Regions from separate parts of the Rattus norvegicus genome. Here regions 1 and 3 are each linked to region 2. The links are chromatin contacts, called in public Hi-C maps. All regions are on one chromosome and are shown on one strand. Each heading gives the region's core, a stretch centred on a gene start, on an enhancer-like site or on the middle of the called end of the contact. The rest is flanking DNA. Distances are from core to core; before and after follow the strand shown.

Evidence for each region. A called contact is a pair of places that touch in the nucleus more often than the background predicts.
Region 1: a Hi-C map of mammary epithelial cells shows a contact between it and region 2, with 3 times the contacts expected there. The contact joins the promoter of Atxn3 here to the promoter of Golga5 in region 2. A contact is called at or near these places in 2 of 12 Hi-C or Micro-C datasets (Schwann cells and mammary epithelial cells).
Region 3: a Hi-C map of liver shows a contact between it and region 2, with 3 times the contacts expected there. The contact joins the promoter of Gon7 here to the promoter of Golga5 in region 2. A contact is called at or near these places in 2 of 12 Hi-C or Micro-C datasets (liver and mammary epithelial cells).

The regions. Positions count from the first base shown.
Region 1 is chr6:126,871,467-126,874,166 of GRCr8, reverse strand. It overlaps Atxn3 (ataxin 3), which reads left to right and starts at 1,386. Exons shown (of 11, transcript NM_021702.2): 1 at 1,386-1,514. The coding sequence starts at 1,491. It overlaps LOC134479251 (a long non-coding RNA gene), which reads right to left and starts at 1,136. Exons shown (of 2, transcript XR_010052329.1): 1 at 353-1,136.
Region 2 is chr6:127,375,930-127,378,799 of GRCr8, reverse strand. Golga5 (golgin A5) reads right to left here and starts at 1,556. Exons shown (of 13, transcript NM_001033065.2): 1 at 1,338-1,556.
Region 3 is chr6:127,661,888-127,664,587 of GRCr8, reverse strand. Gon7 (GON7 subunit of KEOPS complex) reads left to right here and starts at 1,312. Exons shown (of 2, transcript NM_001142941.1): 1 at 1,312-1,570. The coding sequence starts at 1,366. It overlaps Ubr7 (ubiquitin protein ligase E3 component n-recognin 7), which reads right to left and starts at 1,134. Exons shown (of 11, transcript NM_001007705.1): 1 at 958-1,134. The coding sequence starts at 1,107.

The sequences.
Region 1 (2,700 bases), core at 137-2,636, 500 kb after region 2:
TGAGCCTCTATGTGGGTTCTGAGAATCAAACCCAGGTCCTCTACAAGAGAAGTGGCAAATGCTCTTAACCTCATAGCCAGTTACCTTCTAAATTGCAATGAATCTCACCTCACAGCTCAAAACAGCTTCTGTAAACTCCAGGCCAGACATCTATTACTCACAAAAGTACCTTATGTTGCACAGACATTTAAACTCATTATTCCCCAAATTAAACCCTTGTCTTCCCTTCCCAAGACCCTGCTCATTCTGCACAGTATTTCTGGTTGGAGTATTACTCCTTCTTTAGGTGGTACCTACAGCAGACACCCACAAATCTTTCCTAACAATAACCCCTTTCACCCCAGTTCCTCACCAAAGTCTTCTGAGTCTGCTTCCTGAAACTTCAAATTGGTCTCTCTCCATTCTCAAATCACTACTGGAGTTCTGACCACCATTGTCTCCTCATTTCTCCCAAAATGCCTTTCAAGTATTCTGTTCCCCAGTGATCTTCTAAAATTCTAATTTGACCCCATGTCTCTAGTTTTGAAAATCTGTAACCTCCTGTAGGTTTTTTGTTTGTTTTGTTTTGTTTTTGGTTGGGAGGTGGCGGGCAGGATCGTCCTAGAAACCCTGGTTACAGGCTGCCACAGTCCAACACAACATACTCCTCCTACCTTCAGGTGCAAGGATTAGGAGAATGAGTCTTTGTACCCAGTTTCTTTGCTGACTTTGAAGAACCTAAAATGGTTCCACCACACAAGATCCGCGCCCAAATAACACTTAATCTTTGTCAATCCCTCCCCCACCCCCGGCGCGAGCCACTCAACATTTTACTGGACTTTTCACTTCCCCATCGACGCTTCCTCCTTCAGATATTGTACATTTATCCTGGGACCTGATACTCATTCCGACAGGCAACTGTGTTGGACACTGTGCTATTCTAATTTCTTAGTGCCTACATTTCTTCATTTGTATAATAATATTACAACATACACACACATCAAAAATGCCGCATTAAATCGCACTTAGAAGTGGACTATTATAAGTCAGCCCTAACTAAATACTAGCTATAGTTTTCACACAAATACTAGGTATTGGGAGAATGCCTTTTTTGGAATGAGGTTTTCAGTGGGAGAGGAGGTATTACACGTAGTTGAGCAGAAAGTACCAAAAAAGGTGGAAATGGAGAAAAAAAAAAGAACCTAAAACCTGGCTGCGAGGATTCTCATCTAGAACCCTAGAATCACAACATTGTCTAGCGTAGAGAAGTTCCTCCGCACAGCAGGCGGCGCCGCAGCATCACACACGCGGCGGGAGGACCAGCGCCGCCCAGGTCACGTGTCCCGTGCTCCCCGGCTCGCGTGCCGCGTGACGTGCGCCCGCAGTAGTGATTGGGTGGCGGGAGGCACGTGGGTAGGGCGGGGCGGGCCGGGGCGGAGGGGTGGGGCCGGGGGCGGAGCTGCTGGAGGGGGCTGCTCCGCGCCGGGGCCGTTGGCTCCAGACAAATAAACATGGAGTCCATCTTCCACGAGAAAGTGAGTGTGGGCGTTCGGTGGGGAGCCGTCCGCGGCTCGGCGGCGGGCGTGGGGAGCAGCGTCGCCGCTTCAGGAACTCAGGCGGGGCCCGAGCGCCCCCATCCCGACTTGGCTGGGTGAGGGGTGCTTCCTGCCTTCCCCCCATGGCACCGTTCATGAAGCCTCCCGCATGCGTCTCCGGCACCCTCACCCTAAAAGACCGGGCGGGTAACCTGGGCATTTCGGGGGGCTTCATCCGGAGGATTAGCGCGGGCGTTTCTTGTTCACTTGCCACGCCTTTTCGGGTTTCTTCTATCTTCTCTCCTGTGGTCTAGTCTAGCGAGACGCCTTTCCACACCTGACGGACCCTTCCCAACTCCACCCACTCCCCCTGACCTATCCTCTGGCAGAACCAACTTTCTCTCTCAACTCAGTTCTATGATGGAATGTCCCATGCATTTAGATCTTGGTGATCTATCCCACGTCCTTCTGCAGTTGTGACCGTGGCTCTCCCATTGAAGGGCCTGACACTTGGGAAGTAAAGTAGGAAATCCCGGAGGGAAGTCGTCATAAGAGTTTTTATTACGGGATGTTTGGGCTGCTCTCCCATTTTTCCGGACCAGGAGGCCAGCTTTGTTTTTAGGTATTATGGATAGATTAGAATCTTTCTACTGTGTGATTTGGCTAGTCTCTTCCTCACCTTAATTCCTAAGTGACTACGCTTTACAGTATTGTGACATCTCGAGAAACTGGTCTATGCTCGCATACAATTATCAAGTCATTTGGGTGTTCCTCGGACAACTTTGGCATGATTCCGTGTTTCATAATCATTTTAGGTTTGGAGAGGGTTGCTAGTTGAGACTATTATTACAGTTGGAGCAAAGGCCTTTGTTTTTATCATTTGTAAAGGAGCATTCATTCACAACGTTTAAAGTCCATGCACGACAAAAGAAAGACAAAAATGCTGTAAATCTAAGGAAGTTGTTAAATGAAAGTGTTCTTAAGAAGACCTTTCATAGTGTTTTTGGAACTGGAACAAGTTAGTTTGTGACAAGATTTCTTGTAGCCCAAGCTGGCCCCAAACTCTCCATCCTACTGTCTCTGCCTCCTGAGTGCTGGCTGGGATTATGACCATGTGCCCTGACTCTGAGTGCGCCACCCCCTCCCCCACTCTTTTGTAATTTTCCAAAGGCTTTGGGATAAAGTC
Region 2 (2,870 bases), core at 307-2,806:
TTATTACAGCTAAAGTGAAGCACTCCTATGATCTACTTATGCAGCATAGGTAGGTCAAAGTATATTTTCAGAAACCTAAATACTTAGTACCTACCATGTGCATGTTGAGCGAGTTCAATTTAAAAAAAAAATGGCTGTATAAACTATGTATTCAACCAACACATACACGCACCTTACAGGTTGCCACGTAAGTCAAGGCAATGAAGTAAAACAAGTAAGCTACAAAGTGGACAATGTTGGTTGAATATGGACAGCATTCCTTCAGCTTGGAACTGTTATGTAGCCAATGCTTAGGCTTTCTTCACTAAATTGACATCAGAGTTGTTCCTCCTTCCCATCCATGCTAGGTCTTTTGGCCCTTCTTTTGCCTTACACTGCTTCGGGTTGTTCTCACTGTTGTTTTAAAACTGTCTCTCTTGGCTGGAGAAAGGGGAGTGGGTGGGTAAACAATGCATTGGTTGCTCACTGATGAATTCCGAATCCAGCCCACACTGGCACTTCTGGAAACACTACTGAAGCAATTCATCCCTACGTCAGGTGTTGTGCAAACAGTATCACGAAATACATTCTCAGCTACAATATGTGGTAAATTGCAATGCCCTTTAGGAACTAACAAACATGCATATTGTTTAGAAAGATCCCAGAACTTAGATGGCACCTCAGACGCTGGAATCTAAGTCTAGAAGTCTAGTGGCAAACCCATCTTTTAACCTCTTCCTCTCCGCATCTAACCTCGTCCGGAATAAACTGTTTAAACACACTCTTTAGGAAACCCATTAGGTGTGTGTTTCAGTTTATGAGAAATCAAACGAAAACAGCAATGTAACATGCATTCTGACTTATAAAAGGCCATATAGGTGTAATGTAAAAAATGGTGATGAGCGAGAGAAAATTGGCTCTCCTAATAAAAAAGCCCAAAGACAATTAATGTCTTGCCTTCCATCTGAAAGTTAACGGGGCTTTAAAACACATCCTTCACATGGCGTGTAGACACTGAGCTGGGGCCTGAACTCATGTCTCAGTGACAGACTCCAAGAGGGGACTTCCCGTGGTGCAAAGCCACCGGGAGGTCAGATGTCAAACAGAGGCGGGGTCAGGGGTCAGCCGCCAGGCCGGGCGGTGTGACCACGGGTGCCCGGGAGGCGAGAACACACCGCACTGCGCCCCCGGAGCAGAGTCGGGGTGGAGGGCAGGTCAACCCCGGTGTCCAGAGCCTACGGGGCTGTGGCGTCCCCTTCGTTAGCCCTGAGCGAAGACGAGCTCGACAGCGCTCGGGAAAGGCGGAGACCGGGTCCCACAGGCCAAGCCGTCCCGCCCGCGGCCTAGTCGCGCCTCACCTGAGGACGCCGCGGCCTCGTCACCCACCCGGGCCGCCACAGCAGCCGGCTGCTCCCGGACCTGCCGGCTAGCTCTTCCGGGAGACGTGGAAGGGCGGCGAGGACCTCAAAACAGAGTGGCCGCTCAGCTGCCTGAGCGGCGGATAGCTGAGTGCCGCTGGCCGCCTAGCAGGTCACTCAGGCGGCGGCGCCGGCGGCCGCGGGGCCCTAGCGCCTGGCCACGCCCCACTTCCGTCGGCCGCGGACCCGGGCGCCCCGCCAGCGTGCGTGTGACGTAACACCGCCCGCACGCGGCTGCCACAACATTGCGGGGCACGCCTACAACGGGGGCATGGTCCTGTGAATGACATGGGAGGTCCAACCCAAACTGGGCGGGGCATGAGCCTCTGAGCTCCTCCTCCCTTTCAAAGTTGTCCTCCTGAGAATTTCGAGGTAGAGCATGCAACTGTAATCCCCAGGCCTGGGATGGTTCAGAAAATAAAGTAAATAGAATAAATAGCCAGGACAGACGGCCTGAGTTCATCCACAAAGCGTGCCCACAGAACACACACTCACATACACACTTTAACTAACAAAACAATTTAAAGGGATGGGGTGAAGAACTCGGGAAGGGGGGAACCAGAAAGGGGTGGTGGTGGTGATGTAACATTTGGAATGTAAATAAGTAAAATAATTTAATAAAAAAATAAACAAAACAAAAAGAACACAATTTAAAAAAGAAAACCGGACCCCTGATTTTGTGGAGCTTGCTTTCAAGCAAGAGAGATAGATTTTTGCCTAAACCAATGAAAGAACAATAGTTCAGACCATTTACCAAGGTTGTAAATCCAGAAAAACATGGAGAAGTGTTCAGAGGCACAAAAATAAATCAGGCTGTGAGGGTTCCTGGTAGAAAAGATATCCTGGACTGAGACCATTGTTCGATACTACTATAGTTATCTTTTGTGTACAGTTCACAGACTTTTTGAAATGGGTGTTTAAAAATAAAATCTGCGGGGCTGGGGATTTAGCTCAGTGGTAGAGCGCTTACCTAGGAAGCGCAAGGCCCTGGGTTCGGTCCCCAGCTCCGAAAAAAAAAAGAAAAAAGAAAAAAAAATAAAATCTGCATTCAATAATTCATCGAATGCCACATCTACTGGGTGAACAAGACCAGGCTAATTTGGCCCTCATGAAAAGCCTTTGATAAATTCTCAAGTAAGTGCTTTTGGGCATTGAGGAAACTAAGATTTAAAAAATGTTAAATAATCTTTCCAATATTATCTGCCCTTAAAAGAGGGGTCCATCTCACTCCAAAGTCTGTGCCCCTCCTAGACTCAATGTTTTATTGTCCCCACATTAAATATTGGGAATAATTACAAACCATTTTCTTCCTATTAAGTCGGGTTAATCCAGTCCAGTAATGAGAATAACTCACAGCAAAAGGAGAAAATCACTGTTGCTGTGGTCTTCGAGCCATTATTAAGTGGAGAACAGTTTTCAGGATCCCTGAGCTTCATTCTCACAATGCTTTAAGGAGTGCTCTTATTGTGTGGT
Region 3 (2,700 bases), core at 63-2,562, 290 kb before region 2:
AGGCCACCATCCTCTTTGATATGTTAAATAGGCACAGCAGCCCCTTTGTCCAAAGTTTGAAACCTAACAGCGATCCTTCGATTTAAATGCCAGCGACTACTGTGCGACCGTTTCTGGGATACAAGACTTATTCAACAATCCAACAATTTTGCAGTGCAAACCCAACTTGGTCAACAAAGAAAAATAGTATTATGACTTCGGTCCACACCACACAATTAACTCCAAGCCCCTTCACTCCTTCCCCAGTCTTCCTCTCCAACCATGGGCATAGTTAGCCTGTTTCCTTCCACCAATTCTCATCCTTGTTAAGTTTCCTTCCTACACACCCTTTTCCACTTTAGTACTTAAATGTATAGTAAGCGTCAGTAAACGCTACATCCCAGCCCCTCAAACTCTTGTTCAGAAACCCCAAGAAGATCCTTTTCTCCTCTCTTGGTTTTCCAGGGCCACCTGATGTTCTGGCTTCGATCTACTCCCGAGGGAGAGGGGGTGTCATACAGCACTTATACACGGAACTTCATTTAACCGGAAGGGGGGGGAGGCGCAGCTAGCAGTTAAACTAGACTACAGTAGTGTCCAGAAGCCCACCCTCACCGGAAGACTTTCGAATTCGGCCCAATTTTTCTTTACGTTTCCCCATCTAGTCCCTTAATTAACATTCTTTAGGGGTAGAAGTGGGGCGAAGAATATCTGGATTTAAGAGGTCACAAGAATAATCTCGTGGAAAGCAGGCCACCAAGAGGCGACAACTGGAGGACAGAGCTGCTGCTCCAGGACCGAAGCCTACAGTGTATGGCCAGCAGGACAGAAGGACAGCCCTGGTGGTGACAAGCTGAGGATCAAAGGGCAGCTGGGCCCCGGCTGTGGAAGCACAAAGTAAAGGGCCGCCCCGGAGCCGGCCGGGCTGCGGCCAGCGGGAAACAGGCAGGTCGGCGGGAGCAGCCGGGCCACGCGCACCTGCGAGTAGGAGCACTTCTCGGAGTCGCTGCCGCCCAAGACGGCGCACGCCTCATTCTCCAGCTCCTCGTCTTCCTCGAGCACGTCCACCAGCGACACCACGGGCTCCAGCTCCGCCTGGCACCCGGTGGGACTCTCGGCTCCGGCCATCCTCAACTGTCACCGGGCTCCGCTGCGTGGCCCTGGAGGCGGCGGGAAAAGTGGCCGCCAGGGGCGTCGCGAGAAGGAGGGGCCCGAGCACCAGCCAACCAATCCCAAGGAAGGAGAAGGAAGAAAATAGGCGGGGCAATTCCGGGAAAACGGAAGTCATCCCTCCTACTCTCCTCTCCCGCCCGCCCTGGCTGCGGGCTGGCTTCCGCTTCCGGGTGACGATTCTCTGTGGCGCGCTGTTGAAGCTGAGCGGTCGCCATGGAGCTTTCTGGCGAGTATGTCGGTGGTGACGGGGAGCCGCAGCGGCTACAAGTGTCCTGTGAAGCGTCGAGCGACGCGGACCCTCTCCAGAGCCTGTCGGCGGGCGTGGTCCGCATGAAGGAGTTGGTAGCGGAGTTCTTCGGGACCCTAGTGGAGCAGGACGCACAGGGCGTGGCGGAAGATCCGGAGGACGCTTTGGATGGTGAGCGCGGGGGCGGGGCGCCGGGGGACTCTGGCGGGGGCAGGCAGTGTGAAGGGCAGCCTAGAGAAGGCGAGACTGGGGGAGGAGGAATCGCTTCTAAAAATCGTTAGTCCTCTCTGCCCTCTTTGTCTGATCTCCCACCGCGGCGAGTGTTGGATTAGGGACTGGACAACGAACGAAGTCAGCTCGACTCCCTTGCAAAGGATCGAGATAGGCAGATCTGCTCGAGAAAGTGTGGTGGTCTGTAACCATTGCTAACTGGCAGGAAGACCGAAAGGGCGGGACTTTGGAGCTGATTGTTGAAAGAAGAAAAGGAGTGAAGTTAGAAATTAGAAAAACATTTGACAGAATAAGAGCTTCAGATGATCGAGACCCACTTTGTTTTAGGGAATCTTAACCCTCTCAGTTTTATAGGTATTGTTTTGAAAGTAAAAGGGTTTTTTAGTTTTTAAATTAATTGATAGTTTCATTCATGTATGTAGTGCATTCTGGTCTCTCTCTATCCCCCGCTGAACCCCTTCCCAACAGGGCTCCTGCCCTTTCTTTTGTTGTCACTCACTGAGTTTATTTAAGGATATTTGTGTGAGCTTGGGTGGGTTGTTTACAGGAACTAGGGCAACTCAGCAGTGACTAAACCACTGAAGAAAACAATGACTCCGCGCCCCCCATCAACTGCCAAACGCTCCTCCGGGAGGAGAGGCGCCTCATGAGCCCCTCCCTCTTCCATGATCGAACGTTTAGGTTGCCAACTTTTACTGGTTATCACCGCTGCCGTACACTTTCCTTTCCTCTGGCTCTTGCTTTCTCTCACCCCCTCTACTGTTCTAGAAACTTAACTGTTAGGTTTGGAGTTTGTTTTTAAAGATGGATGTTTTACCTGCATGCGTGTCTGTACACCACTTATGTGCAGTGCCTTTGGAGGCCAGAAGAGGGCATCAAATCCCCTGAAGCAGAGGTACAGACAGTTGAGAGTGCCTTGTGCATGCAGGGATAAAGTTGGCAGTGCTCTTAACCGCTGAGCCATCTCTCCAGCCCCAACCCTGTTACTAGGAATAAAATTATTTTGTAGACATTGTCACCATGTAACTGTTAAACCAGACTAGCTTTGAGTTGCAGAGAGCCGCCTGACT